Linked DNA regions of Sus scrofa: regions 2 and 3 are each linked to region 1. A link is a contact called in public HiChIP or PLAC-seq data. All regions are on one chromosome and are shown on one strand. Each heading gives the region's core, a stretch centred on a gene start, on an enhancer-like site or on the middle of the called end of the contact. The rest is flanking DNA. Distances are from core to core; before and after follow the strand shown.

What was found. HiChIP or PLAC-seq counts read pairs in DNA pulled down with a chosen protein or histone mark.
Region 2: a contact with region 1 is called in an H3K27ac HiChIP or PLAC-seq map of alveolar macrophages. The contact joins the promoter of MERTK here to the promoter of TMEM87B in region 1. A contact is called at or near these places in 2 of 5 promoter capture datasets (fetal liver and liver), 8 of 47 Hi-C or Micro-C datasets (embryonic fibroblasts, heart right ventricle, liver and 3 more) and 2 of 2 datasets of contacts at active chromatin or transcription factors (alveolar macrophages and skeletal muscle).
Region 3: an H3K27ac HiChIP or PLAC-seq map of alveolar macrophages shows a contact between it and region 1. The contact joins the enhancer-like site here to the promoter of TMEM87B in region 1. A contact is called at or near these places in 2 of 5 promoter capture datasets (fetal liver and liver), 27 of 47 Hi-C or Micro-C datasets (adipose tissue, alveolar macrophages, blood and 15 more) and 2 of 2 datasets of contacts at active chromatin or transcription factors (alveolar macrophages and skeletal muscle).

The regions. Positions count from the first base shown.
Region 1 is chr3:44,326,261-44,330,709 of Sscrofa11.1, forward strand. It overlaps TMEM87B (transmembrane protein 87B), which reads right to left and starts at 1,510. Exons shown (of 20, transcript XM_021087028.1): 1 at 1,229-1,510. The coding sequence starts at 1,372.
Region 2 is chr3:44,481,349-44,486,331 of Sscrofa11.1, forward strand. It overlaps MERTK (tyrosine-protein kinase Mer), which reads right to left and starts at 2,052. Exons shown (of 19, transcript XM_021087030.1): 1 at 1,862-2,052. The coding sequence starts at 1,922. ANAPC1 (anaphase-promoting complex subunit 1) reads left to right here and starts at 2,613. Exons shown (of 48, transcript XM_021087035.1): 1 at 2,613-2,635.
Region 3 is chr3:44,529,168-44,533,894 of Sscrofa11.1, forward strand. ANAPC1 (anaphase-promoting complex subunit 1) reads left to right here. Exons shown (of 48, transcript XM_021087035.1): 13 at 71-136; 14 at 3,501-3,635. Among named protein-coding and RNA genes, the nearest start is that of ANAPC1, 48 kb to the left of the region's middle. Within about 2 kb of position 2,249, at least 11 of the 83 cell types and tissues checked have an H3K27ac peak or open chromatin away from gene starts, as enhancers often do. A contact at or near this core is called in adipose tissue and alveolar macrophages, where this site is marked.

The DNA of each region.
Region 1 (4,449 bases), core at 260-2,759:
GTGGATGACGAATCCGACTAGGAACCATGAGGTTGTGGGTTCGATCCCTGGCCTTGCTCAGTGGGTTAAGGATCCGGCGTTGCAGTGAGCTGTGGTGTGGGTCACAGATGCGGCTCGGATCCCACGTTGCTGTGGCTCTGGTGTAGGCCAGAGGCTACAGCTCGAATTCGACCCCTACCCTGGGAAACTCCGCATGCCGCGGGAGCGGCCCAAGAAATGGCAAAAAGACAAAAAAAACAAAAACAAAAACAGAAGGACATCTACTCTCCCAGGTAGGTTTGTGTTGTAGGAAGAATTTGTAGCCTCTCGTGCTACTTTCTTTTTCTGGCTGAGGAAATCGAAATATAAGTTTTGCCTTTAGAATTCGGACGTTTCTATACATGGGAAAAATACTCATCTCAAACAACTGGACGAATCATCTTACTCTAAAAGAGCAGGACATAAAGCCTCTTCAACTTCCTGTCTCTTCTTTAGCAAATCTTTCCAAAATTCTACCCCTGCATTCTTCCCACATCACCTCATGTAACTACTTGATGCCAAGTTCTCAAATGGCCTGCCCTGGAAAGGAAGAGTTTCCACGCATTCATGCCTCCAGACTAGCTCGCAAATATCCTTTAATTACACATTCCGCCCCAACTCCCCACACACATATACTCTCGGAGCTGTGATAGGAGGCCGAGAGAAATCCAGGAGCCCCAAAATAGGGAAAGAGGGGTGGGGTGACTACTGCATGTTCCACTGTCATTTAAGGGGGGAAAAAAAAGAGTAAGAAAGAAAGCGGCACATGCTCTTTCTAAATGTACGCGGAAACTGAAGCCGGGCAAGTCCTCCCTGAGGCCTCACGGGTGTGGCCCTGTGGCTGCACCCGGGCACGAAGAAGGGTCAAATCCAAAGATGCCCCTGGGAGTGCCGAGGGGTTCTGGGCTCAGGTCTGAATAAACGAGGACCCGATCTAGCCAGGGCGTGTCCGGGCGGAGCGAGGGACCAGGCCGTCGAGAAAGGTGATCCTCAGGAACAGGAACAGGGCTCCGAAGGGAGAGCCGTTCCCTGCACACAAGCTTGACTGGTTTTCTCCCTAGGTCGGGCCAGGGGAGACAAAAGGCCCAGAGAGCGTATTAGGGCACCCGGAGCAGGCCCGGTCAGAGGAATAAGCTGGGTCCCCGGCGAGCCCCGGGAACACCCTGAGGACCGGAGAGGTGCGTCTCCTTGGTGCCGACGCTCCACTTACGTCATTGACCGTCGCTGCCCAGAGTCCAAGCTCGGGCACAGCGCCCACAGCCGCCGGACCCCAGCACAGAAGGCAGAGGGCGACGCGCAGCACCGGACCCCCGGTGGGAAGGAACCAGAACCCAGCTCGTGCGGCAGAAGCCATCTTGACGCGGAATCCGCACCTGGCGCTCCGTGACGCCCGCCAAGCCCGGGGCCCGCACCAGGTGCAGCTCCGCCCCTGGGAGGCGGGCTCGGGTCCGGGAAGTGTGGCTGGGACATGGAGGCGGGGCTCGAGGCCGGCCACTGCGTGGAGCTGGAGGCGGGGCCAGAGCGTGGAAAGAACGGGTGCGGGCGGGGGAGGAGGGTCGGAGCGTGAGGGCGGGGCCAATATGGGGGGCGGGGCCGGGGAGGAGGCGGGGCTCTGAATCTGGCGGCTACGGAGGAGGGGGTGGGTATGGGGGCAAGGGGTGGGTCTCAGGGCCGGGTCGGGGGGCGGGGCTTGGGGAGGCGGGGCTCAGAATCCTGCCCTAGCTGGTTTCTGCTTCCGCCCCAGGCGGGAGGCTCAGATCTCAGGCTCCGTGGGGTTGTGGACGGATGCGTAGGGAGGAGTTGCTAGCTAAGGTTTTGCTTTATTTCATTTTCTTGAATTCTCTCCGTTTGCCAGTACTACAGTCACCTCAGCACGAGGGAAACAAACTGTCCTCTAAATTCACCGTAAGTGCCGGGAAAGTGCTTTGAGGTAGGGTCAGTTGAACCCAAGGCATTGTATTGTGTGTGTAATGCCATGTCTGTAGGACAGTTAATAATTTTCAGAACAAATAAAGTTCCCCGATTGCTTAAATCTCTGAGGGGCAGAGCTTGGGTCTAATTGTGTACTTCAGGCATTTTTGACTGTGAAAGCTAAATAAATCTCTTGCCAAAGAGAACTATGGTAGTTTATTTTTAAATGTAAATAATGTCCAGAGGGAGAATAAAATCCTGATTTTGTTGCAGGAAGCTGGATACCTTCCAAGAGCCTGAGTATTGCCTCTTGTCCGACACTGGGAAATAAATTGTCCGAGGAGACGCATAAGCTGACAAAGCAAAAGACTTTATTGGGGAGTTCCCTTTGTGGCTCAGTGAAAACGTATCCGACTAGAATCCATGCGCATGTGAGTTGGATCCCTGGCCACGATCACTGGGTTAAGAATCCGTTGCGGTGAGCTGTGGTGTAGGTCGCAGATGCAATTCGGATCCTGAGTTGCTGTGGCTGTGGCATAGCCTGGCAGCTACAGCTCCATTTCAATCCCTCACCTGAGAACCTCCAAATGCTGCAGGTGCGGTTCTAAAAAGAAAAAAAAAAAAAAAAAAAGACTTTATAAGACTTTATTGGGAAGGGATACTGGGTTGTCTCTGGCCAATCATCTTGCTTGTCCCATATTTGGTCACCAAGCTCAGGGTCCTTGGTGACTGGCACCTCTCAGCCAAGATGGATTCCAGCGCCAAGGATCCTGGGAGGCTGGTTGTCTCCTCCCTCCCAAATTCTGCCCTGTTAGACTTCAGGGCAGAACCACATTCCTTATCAAACCCTCCTATTGTGAAACAACTCCTGCAAGAGTCTATTACCGTGTCTGGCCATAGTGGGTTGTTCCAGTCAGTGGTTCCCTAACAATTTAACCGTGTCATTAATGTAAGATAGGATCTATTTATAGTTAAGAGGACCTGGCCAGTTTTTCAGCCAGTAATTATTGAGAACCTAATAGGTACAAAGACTGCAGGTGCATTCCATCCATGCCTTTCCCAGGAGACAGACAGTGTGCTCAGTCTATATGGGTACGAATAACAAGTGTGGAGAGATCACACAAGAGCATCCACCAGAGATTTAGAAGGTAAGGCTGGTGGAAGGAGAGGACATGAGATCATTTAAGTCCTAGGAAGAGTTAACGGTGAGTTAGTTGTGGGAGCCAGGGGTAGATTTGAAGGTGTTTTAGGAAAGAGAGGAAAGCCTGTGTTAAGGCTTGGAGGAACAAAAAGACCTACCAAATGACTAGGTATTGGTATCAGATGGACCTTGGCAAGAGTGAGAAATTTAAACAGTGCAGAAATATCCAGCTCCTCCTAAGCCTGGATAGGAAGATAGCGCTTTAGTCTAAGAACATCAGAGGGGCAACAGTGTTTTTTGTTTTTGTTTTTTTTTTTTTTTTGCTTTTTAGGGTTGAGCCGGATGCATATGGAGGTTCCCAGGCTAAGGGTACAGTTGGAGCTACAGCTATCACAGCCATAGCAACATCAGATCCAAGCAATGTCTGCAACCTACACCACAGCTCATGGCAACACCAGATCCTTGACCCACTTTTCGAGGCCAGGGATGGAACCTGCAACCTCATGGTTCCTAGTCTGATTCATTTCATTCATTTCTGCTGCACCATGATGGAATCTCCTTTCTTTCTTTTCTTTTTTTTGAACAGTGGTTTTTAAGCAAGGAGAATGAGGTGATCAAAAAGATAATTTTTGTTGTTCTATGAAAACTGTGAAAGAGGGCAATAAGATAACCAGTTAAGAATATTTCAATAATTTGTATGACCAGTTGAGAATAAATTACAGTAATTAAGAGATGGTGGCCTCAGCTATAGAAGCAGTTATGAGGATGGAGATTTGGATGGATGCCAGGGATATGGGAAATGAAGATTTTAAATTAAGAAAGCCTTGGTAATTGATTAGATATTGGAGCTTAGGAAGGAGTGGGGTTAAGGCTGGAATAAATGAAATGTGGAACATCTGGAGGAAGAGGAGAAAAATTGGGAGATCCAGGACCAGTCGTCTTCACAAAGGGTCAGTTTACTCAGGTAGCTGTACCCTGGGGACAGGAAATACCCAAACAATTCAAGGAATTTGCAGACAGAATCATAGTTGGTATTGGCTACCTATTAGAAAAGGAGGCATAAGGGCCCAGGTAATAAACAGAGTCACCTGGGTACACAGAACACATCGCGGTAATTTTCCTGGCTCCAGAGTGTATACACATAATTGATAGCTGGCACAACCTCACCCTGGTCCTTGGTGTCTAGGATGAGAGCTGTGATAGTGGGGAAGGCCAAGTAGAAACTTCTGAATCTGGCCTGCTAACCAAACCATTTTGTCTCCTGGGGGGAATGGCAGAAATTAGTGCTACTTTTTTTCCTCCACACCCATGGCATGCAGAAGTTCCCAGGCCAGGGATTGAACCCTCACCACAGCAGCGACCCAAGCCACATCAGTGAC
Region 2 (4,983 bases), core at 802-3,301, 160 kb after region 1:
TTTTTTTTTTTTTTTTTTTTTCTATTTTAGGGCCACACTCATGGCATATGGAGGTTCCCAGGCTAGGGGTCGAATCGGAGCTGCCTGTTGGCCTATACACCACAGCCACAGCAACGCAGCATCTGAGCCATGTCTGCAAACTACACGACAACTCACAGCAACGACAGATCCTTAACCTACTGAGCAAAGCCAGGGATTGAATTCACATCCTCATGGATCCTTCGTTAACTATTGAATCACAAGGGAACGCCACAGCTTTTTTAAAAAATTAGAAAAAGAGTTTCCATTGTGGCTCAGTGGTAATGAACCTGACTAGTATTCATGAGGATTTGGGTTGGATCCCTGGCCTTGCTCAGTGGGTTAAGGATCTGGCATTGCCATGAGCTGCGGTATAGGCCAGCAGCTGCAGCTCTGATTCGACCCCTAGTCTGGGAACTTCCATATGCCGCCGGTGTGTTCCTAAAAAGACAAGGGAAAAAAAAAAAAAAAAAGACAAGGAAAAGAAAAACTTCATTTAAAAAATACCTTCCACCAAAACTGTCATTTATGTTACTACTTTATCCATAATTTTCACTATATTCACTACCTCCAAAAATGGCCAGCCTTCCCTAGTGGCAAAATATAACAGATTAGTAGCAGATTATGGAAAATGGATCTGGCAGAAATGCTGAGGAGTTTTTGAGGGGTTTGTAAGGGGTTGGGGGTTAAAAACAGAACTGTTTTAGTTCTTTGCTTGATTTAGGCTGTAGATGTTTGCTTCGAATGGCTACACTGCCTCAAATTATAAACTGCATATGCAATTTAATGTGTAACCAGAGGGTGCACTGCTTAAGAATTTCTTATTTGAGCAACTAAGTTCGCCAATGAAAATCTCAGAGGAAAAAAATGTGAAGCTAAATGGCTTAACTAGAAATCGAACTCTCCAGGTATTCTTAAAAAATCTTTTGACTATAATGAGGTGAAAGCTAAATCTTTCAGTTAAGGAAAAAAAATGCTTATGATGTGTTTATTCAGTATAAAGCCTGGTTAAGTTTTTTCCAGCTTCCTCAAGAAATGCCATCAGCAATTAAACATCGAACCTGTTAATCACTTACCCTCCAAACAAGCTGCTGGTGCAGACTGGGACCTGGGTTCCTTGCCTCGACTTCCCGACCCAGGGTCTTATATTGGAAAGTCTAGCAGAATCGAGATAAACCCTAAACACGGTCCACACACAACAGTTTCTATTCAGCAATAATAGGGGTGAAAAGAATGTTTCCCCCCTTTCCGGGGCCGCCACGCTCACAGGGTGTCCTTGCTAATGTTGTCCATAAGGGCTCAAGCGGAGCAGCCGGGTCCGCAGTCCCTTTCGGTCGCACCCCAGCCTGGGTGGATCAGCACCGGGACTGCGACCCCAACTCCCACAGTCTGCTGGTCTCCGGGCGCGGGTCCCCCTGGAGATGGGGTCTGCCGCTCCCAGAACTCCCGCCACAGCCAGGGTCCAACCGCGCAACCAAGTCCAGGGCAAAGTTTCTGGCGCATTCCGCGCCAGACCTGCGACCAGCGTTCCTCTCCGCGCAAAACTTTTGGGCTTGCAGCGCTTCCAGTCAAGCTCGATTTCCCCCTGGGCGGTTAAGGGGAGCCCTCGGTACCCACCCCTTCCCGACTCCACCGGGACGCGCGCCCACGACCCAGCCTGGGTGCGGGGACAGTGGGTTGCTAGAAACTCCTGCGCGCCAGCGCCTGGCACCGCTGGGGCGCGGGGAGATGTTTGCAAACTTTCTTGCAGCCGGGTGCGCCCAGGTCGGTGCGCTCCCACCTCCCAGCTCCCGGCCGCGAGCCCCCAGCCCCCAGCGCCGGGCCCCTGGCCCCGGGCACTCACCTCCCCTCCAGAGCGCGGGGAGGAGGAGCCACCGCAAGAGCAGCAGCAGAGCCCGTCCCATCCTGGGGCGCGGATCTGGAAATTCTCTCTGGACCGACGGAGAGACAGACGTCTGGAACACGCCGCGTCGTCCGCCAAGCGCGCCAGAGAAGCGGCCCAGTACCGGCGGCCCGGGCAGCTCCAACCCCGAAGTGGCGAAGCCGAGCAGCGGCGGGAGGCGCTGAGGGCTGGAGGGGGCGGGCCGGGGGCCGAGTCCGAGCGGACCCTAGCCAGTTGGGTTGGGAAGCGGGCGGGAAGGCGGGGGGGAGAGGAGGGCCGAGGAGGAGGAGTAAGGGGACAAGGCTGGACTAGAGGGGCGGGGAGGGGCTGGTCTGGGCGGACCTGGATGTGGGGTGGGGGCGAGGGGACAGGAGAGAGGGGAGGAGGTGGGGGCCGTAAAGGGGAGGGGCGACCGGAGGTGGAGAGGAGAACCCGGCCCAGGCCTCTGGGCGGTCCCGGCGTCCAACACGTGCAGGTGGGAGGGACAGAGGGAGGAGATAAAGTTCCAGAGGAGTAGAAGACGCCCGAGGCAGCCACCAGACCTAAGAGGAGGGGCCAGCGGCTCCCGGGCAGCGGCGACCCCGCAATCCAGGCTTAGTGGACCCAGAAAACTCAGGCAGCAGCAGCTCTCCCAGAGGACAAGGCCACAGTGGTAGGCGATCTTTCTGAGCGCCGCATCCACCGGCTCCCGGCCGAGCGCTCCCCGCCTACACCGCCTCGGGTATCGGGCCAAAGGTGAGAGACCAGCCCTGGCCTTTAGGAACTCTCCTCCCCCCGGGGGAAGAACCACTGTGTCCCCTTGTCAAAGACGTGATGGTCATGGAAGATCGTCAAGGAAAAAGTGCAGAACACTAGCGGAAAGAGATAGCCCCGCAGTGATAAAGTGTGTAGGGGCCAAGGGGGCAGCCGCTAGAGTTAATGTATTTTAATGTGATCCTTTGACAACGTGAGCTAAATCTTGGCATTCCTCTAATCACAACTCCACTGGTGGTTCCTGCTTTCTCCCTGCAAAAGAGTCAAAGTCCTGCCTGTGGCTGACAAGGTCTTAGAAGACGTGGTCCTCTTTCCTCTCTGACATCATCTCCTTACTCCATTTCCATTTACGCTGCTTTCTGATCCAGCAGTCCCTGACTCCTAGGCTGGTGGTCACTTGGGGTATATTTGGCTGTAAGGAGACAACAAGCCCAAATGGATTTAGATTGGTTATTACACTGACAGCAAAAGTAACATCAGCATGGTGACATCACCTGGCATCCCTAGTCTCTCAGGGTGACACGGATCTCAAGGGGCCAGATGAACAGATGTGAACAGTGAGGGGATCTGCTGCTAAGAAGCTAATTCTAAAGTACAGCAGAGCAGTTTCACATACGTACCCAGGAGCCTGCTGCTGTGCTTGGGGGCAGGAGGAAACCTGGAGGGAAGGCAGCAGAAAGTCCTATGCTCAACTGAAAATATGGAGAGGGAAGAAAACAGCCTTGTAGCAGTTTTCCTCAAGTCGGGGATGTGACAGATGACAGACAGTCAGGATATGAAAAGATGCCCAACATCACTAATTATGAGAGAAATGCAAATCAAAACTACAATGAGGTATCGCCTCACACCAGTCAGAACGGCCATTATCAAAAAGTCTAAGATACTAAATGCTAGAGAGGGTGTGGAAAAAAGGAAACTGTCCTCAACTGTTAGTGGGGATGTAATTGGTGCAGCCACTATGGAGAATAGTATAGGGGTTCCCTAAAAAACTAAAAACAGAATTAGTATATGGTCCAGCAATCCCTATCATGGGCATATATCTGGAGAAAACTCTAATTGAGAAGATACATGCACCCCAAAGTTCAGAGCAACACTATTCACAATAGCCAAGACATGGTAGCAATCTAAGTGTCCATCAAGAGATGAACAGATAAAGAAGATATAGTATGTATACACAATGGTATATTACCAGCCATAAAAAGATTGAAATATTGCCATTTGCAAGCAAGATGGATAGACCTAGAGATGATCATACTAAGTGAAACTGTCAGAGACAAATATCATATTCCACTTATATGTGGAATCTTAAAAAATGATACAACTGATGAAAAGAGCATGTTTTAAAGAAGGCCTTAGGGAAAAAAAAGAAAGCATTAGGGAAGAAAAAATACATTTATAGTACTGTACTGTATTTACCAATACCATAAGTTTATATCACGTGTTTAAAAGATGTAAAACATGTCAATACCTATATTGATATTAAATAGTCTTATATGATACAAAACACTGTAGATAGTACACGTATGACTAACATTAGACATCAAAAGTGAAAACATAACTTGAAAAATAGGGAGTTCCCTGGTGGCTCAGCATGTTAAGGATCTAGTGTTATCACTGTTGTAGCTTGGGTCACTGCTGTGGCTCAGGTTCAATCCCTGACCCAGGAACTTCTACATGACACAAGCATGGCCAAAAAAAAAAAAATGCATATTTATATAAGGTACCATATTTACTTATTTACTTATTTATGGCCATGCCTATGGCATGTGGAATTTCCCAGGCCAGGGATCAAACCCAGGCCACAGTAGAACCCAAGCTGCTGCAGTGACAACACCAGATCCTTAACCTGCTGCACCACAAAAGAACTCTGGTGTCATATTTATCGAAAAAAATCTAGAGTTCCCATTGTGGCTCAATGGTAATTATCCCGACTAGTATCCACGAGTATGGGGGTTCAATCCCTGGCCCCGCTCAGTGGGTTAAGGATCCGGCATTCCCATGAGCCGCAGTATAAATTGCAGACACAGCTCAGATCTGGCATTGCTGTGGCTGTGGTGTAGGCCAGTGGCTACAGCTCCAATTCAACCCCTAGCTTGGTAACTTCTATATCTGCAGGTGCAGCCCTAAAAAGACAAAAAGAAAAAAGAAAGAAAGAAATCTGAGTGTAAATGGACCCTCAAAGTTCAAATCTGTGTTGTTTAAGAGTCAACAGGACTGGTATTAGACAGTGTAAGAGACTACATTTGGAGAGGTGAATGACAAACTGGAAGAACCAGTGTCTAGCCCTTGCAACTTCTGGATTCCTTTTGCCATGCTGAACATCTGGGATG
Region 3 (4,727 bases), core at 999-3,498, 200 kb after region 1:
TTGAAAATCATTGTGCTTTACAATTTACACCAATTGGAAAATAAAAGTTTTGCCCCCCTCCTTTTTTTAGAAGATAGATACTATGCTGGTCCTGGAGGGCTGTGGAAACCTGGTGCTGTATACAGGAGTGGTTCGGGTAAGTAATAAACAGCATTTTGTGCTTCAGTAGGACTATTTCCTTAATTATTATTTTTTAATGTTACTTTAGTGTGATATTTAAAATTTGTTAGCTCTGTCTGCAGGATTCTTGTAAGAGTTGAAAATAAAGTCTTCAATTTAGGTTGGGTCTAATTTGGAGTCTAGGATTCACTATCAGATGGATTGGCACTGTGAACACAGTGCAGTTGGGAAACCTTTAATGAGTATAGATGGATTATTAAATAAAAAGGAAGAGAAATTAACTGAAGTTTTATAAAGAATATAGTTTTAAAATTAATGTCTGGGTAGATTTGTTAAGTCTCAAAGTTTTAGTAAAGTTGCATTATGTTAAATGTATAGTAGGAGTTCCTGTGGTTGTGCAGCGGGATTGGCAGTGCCTTGGGAGCGCTGAGACACAGGTTCGATCCCTGACCTGGCACAGATCTGGTGTTGCTGCAGCTGTGGCTTGGGTCACAGCTATAGCTCGGATCTGATCCCTGGCCTGGGAACTCCATATGCTGTGGGGTGGCCAAAAAAAAAAAGTATGGTGTTTATGTTGGCTGTATTATTTTAAATAGTTGTGAAGTTTATATACAGAATAATGTAAATTTTGCAAATTTAAATTATGAAATTTAAATTCAACTTGAAGAATGAGGCAAACATTCGTATAACCACTACCCAGGTTAAGATGCGGACTGTTGCCAATATCTCTACAGTCTCCTGAGTGTGCTTTCCACGTTGCGGCCTCACCGCCCAGAGGTGGACAGTACCCTTACTTGCAATCAATCCCCTCTCCCTCCACCCTTTTTTAGCCTTGCCATTGGCACGCAGAAGTTCCTGGGCCAGGGATCGAACATAGGCCACAGCAGTGAAGGGTGGATTCTTAACCCTCTGAGCCAACAGGAAACTCTTCAGTCCCCCTTTTTAAAAATTAATTGTTTTTCACAATTGTGTATCACTAAGTAGTAAATTGTTTAGTTTTTCTTTGTTTTTGAATTTTCATGTAAAGGAAACATACCACATACTCTTCTCTGACGAGACCATTTTGCTCAACATTCTATTATTTTTAGATTTACATATGTCAATGTGTAGCTCTTGTAGACCTGTTCACTGTTACATAGTTTTCCATTGTATGATTATACCAAAACTTTACCAGCCACTATGGTTGTTTTGTTGTTTCTGCTGTTTTCTCTAATAATGCTTTAAAAAGTTTTTTTTTTTTTTTAAGATACATGTCTTCTAGCCTTTAGAATATATTCATATTCAGCTTAGCCATGTGGTGCCAAATCGTATCAGGGTTGCAAGGTTGTACAGCAGTGTATGAGAGTTCTCAAAGCTTTTTTATATTCTTGCTAATCCAGAGTACTGTTAATTTTTTTCTCCCGTATTTGTGCCTCATTACAGCCAAGTAAGACTGGAAGGCTCCCCACCTGGCCTTTACTGACAGGCCTGAGGGGTAGGGTGCAGTATTTTCCCTTGATGTTTGTCTGGAGTAGGTTGGTTATTGTCTAGAAGTTTTCTATCTTGCTAGGCCATTCCTTTCCTGATTCTTTGGCCAAGGAGAGCAGGATTTCTTGGCTCTTTTTCTTATCTGCTCCCATAGTGAGATTGGGGTCTGCCTCAACTTCCACACTGCCTAGAGGCCAGTTTCTGAACTGAATGGTGTTACAGACCATTGTTTAGTTCTCACATCTTTTACTGTGTCATTTTTGGTGAGTTTCACACATGAGTCTCTCAGAGGCCTGCCCAGAATTTCATATACATATTTAGAAAGTTCTTTTGTCTATTTCCTTTCTCTCCATTCCTCCCCTCATTCCCCAGTTGGGACAGAGAGGGGTTACTGCCTTGTTATTGCAGGGTGGGGATAGAATACAGTGCTCCACCCAGACTCTGGAAGAGAAGGGGAGAGGTAGGTGCTTTATTATTGTAGAGCCTGGGTGAAGGCCAGACTCTTCCCCTGGGCAGGGGCTGCGCACCGTGGGGAGGTGGAGAGGGGCTGCCTGGTGATGATGAAAGCAGGGCTTTGTCCACAGTCTCTGGCTGCAGTGCCTGCAGAGCTGAGATGTAGGATAGGCCTGCCCCTCTCTGTGTGGACCAGGGCGCCACCTAGTCCTCGCAGGTGGGATGACAGGACCCCGCCCTCTGTCTCCATCCATGACTCATGAACAGGTGGGCACTGAGGGCCGTGGCTTTTTCCATGTGTTTGCCTGAAGTGGGGCAGGCATGGGGAAAATGTTTCTTCCCTGCTTCTTCACTCTTCCCAACCAAATTTTGGCAAAAAGAGTAAGGTTTCCCTGGGTCCTTTTGGTCTGTGCCTGTGGGCATTTCTGGGTTGCGGACCTTTGAGAGGCCAAGGCCTGGTTATGAGGGAGTTAGAGAAACACAGACAAAAAGCTCAGGAATTCCATAGGTCATTCCTGGTTCTCAGGTCCCTAGCCAGTCAGTCTTTTTTCCCTACCACATAGAGTCTTCTGTTAGTTTCATCATCAATTCATATGTTTTGTGGTAGTGGTAATTAGTGGGAGGAATAGCATGGGATATGCTTACTCCATATTTTTATGACCCAGAGGTGTCTCTGATGGCTTTTCAAAATCTTACATTTACTAGTGCTCACTGTCATTTTTGTTCTTTAATCCTAAGGATTTTATTTGGACAACTTTTGTGATTTTATTAGCTTTCAGGGAGTATATTGACATAAGTATGTATATAGTTAAAATTTCACTTTAGTTCTGAGTATCTCCTTTTAGTCCTTTTAGTCTTTATCTCCTATTAGTCTTTTTAGTTTTCAGCCTGTATGGGTGTGAATTTCTATTGTATTTTTCCTGAGAACCCTATGGATAGCTATATGGAGGAGGAAGCCTTTGAGAGTTTATGACGGAAGACAGGTTGTGAGCTAGAGAGTACAATTTGAATTAGGTTGGATTTAATTTCTTGAGTATCACTTCAGCCTGATTTTTTTGACCCTGAAGAAGTAATTGGTGTTCTTTCTTTCTGCCAGGAGACTAGTTAATAAGATCGATGCTTATAGTCTCTGAAAGCTTAGTGTCCTTGCAGTCTTTATCATCAATAGGGTAGAAAAATGCAAAAAAAGGTCCTTAATAATGAAAAGGACCTGCCAAAAAAAGGTCCTTAATAATGAAAAGAAGGAATCAGGCTAAGAGAATTTATGGCAAGATATTTGTAGTTGGATGGTGGACTGATACATTATTAAAATTTTAATTCTGTTTATTTTTTAGTTGCATTTGGTGAGCATAAACTTTGAAATATTAAAAGAAATAATATGCTTACATGCTGCACTGTTTTATTTAAGAATATGATACATTAAAGCTAATGTCTTTTGGCATGTATTTTATTGTTCAAAGGTGGGAAAGGTTTTTATTCCCGGACTGCCAGCTCCCTCCCTGACAGTGTCCAACACGATGCCTCGGCCCAGCACGCCGCTTGACAGCGTTAGTACTCCTAACCCTCTGAGTAAACTGCTTGGACCCTTGGATGAGGTAAGAAAGGGTTTAGGTGTTGTCGCAAATTAGTTGTGTTTTAAAGAAGTTTGGTCAAATACTCGTTTTTTTCCATGGTTAACCTTTTTTCTGTTTTAAAAATGACAATTGGAATTTTAGCTAATGCTTGTAGAATATAAATATTTTCAAACACAAGTGATTCAGTGAACATACATTGACTTTCCTCATGATGTGTAAGGTACTTTTTGAAGGTACTACAGTGAGGAAAGTGATGCATTCTTTTTCATCTAGGGCTCTCCCAGTTTACTTGGGTGGAACAGATATGCTGTGTGTTTTAAGAAATTATAATTTAAGATAGACTACTAAGGGGAGTTCCCGTTGTGGTGCAGCAGAAACAAATCCAACTAGGAACCATGAGGTGCGAATTCAATCCCTGGCCTTGCTCAGTGGGTTAAGGATCTGGTTTTGCCATGGGCTATGGTGCAGGTCGCAGACGTGGCTCAGATCTGGCAGACGTGGCTGTGGCGTAGGCCAGTGGGTACATCTCCGATTGGACCCCTAGCCTGGGAACCTCCATATGCCGCAGGTGTGGCCTTAAAAAGACAAAAAAAAAAAAAGACAAAAAAAAAAAAAAAGGCTACTAAGGCTTATGAATGAGGAGCAAAGAGTACCATAGGATATTCATTGATTGGAAGATCTATCGTGATGGGGTGATATGGTAGAAGCAGAGCCTCCTCTCTGAGAGACCTGAGGGTAAGTAGGTATGTATAGGTGGAAAGGGGCATTGGGGTAAAGAGAGATCACTGGTGTGGGCTCAGAGGCTCCAGAGTGTGGAACGTTTTTAAGGTGTAATTGTGTCTCCATCTCCTAGCATACAGTAAGACTCAGCACATCTGTGGAATGAGTGAATGCTTATGAAAGTCCATGTAGAGTGTTGGGTGAGGCAGGGCAAAGGATGGGATAATAATAAGCTGTTTTCTGGTGTTATCTGTGTACTAGGCACTGTTCTGAGTGTTTCATATATGTTAACTCATTAAGTCCCGTCTAATAGCTTTATTAGGAAAATAATCCTTGCTTTATGAATGGGTACATGGAGGTACAGAGATAGTACTTGTCTCAAGACATAGCTAA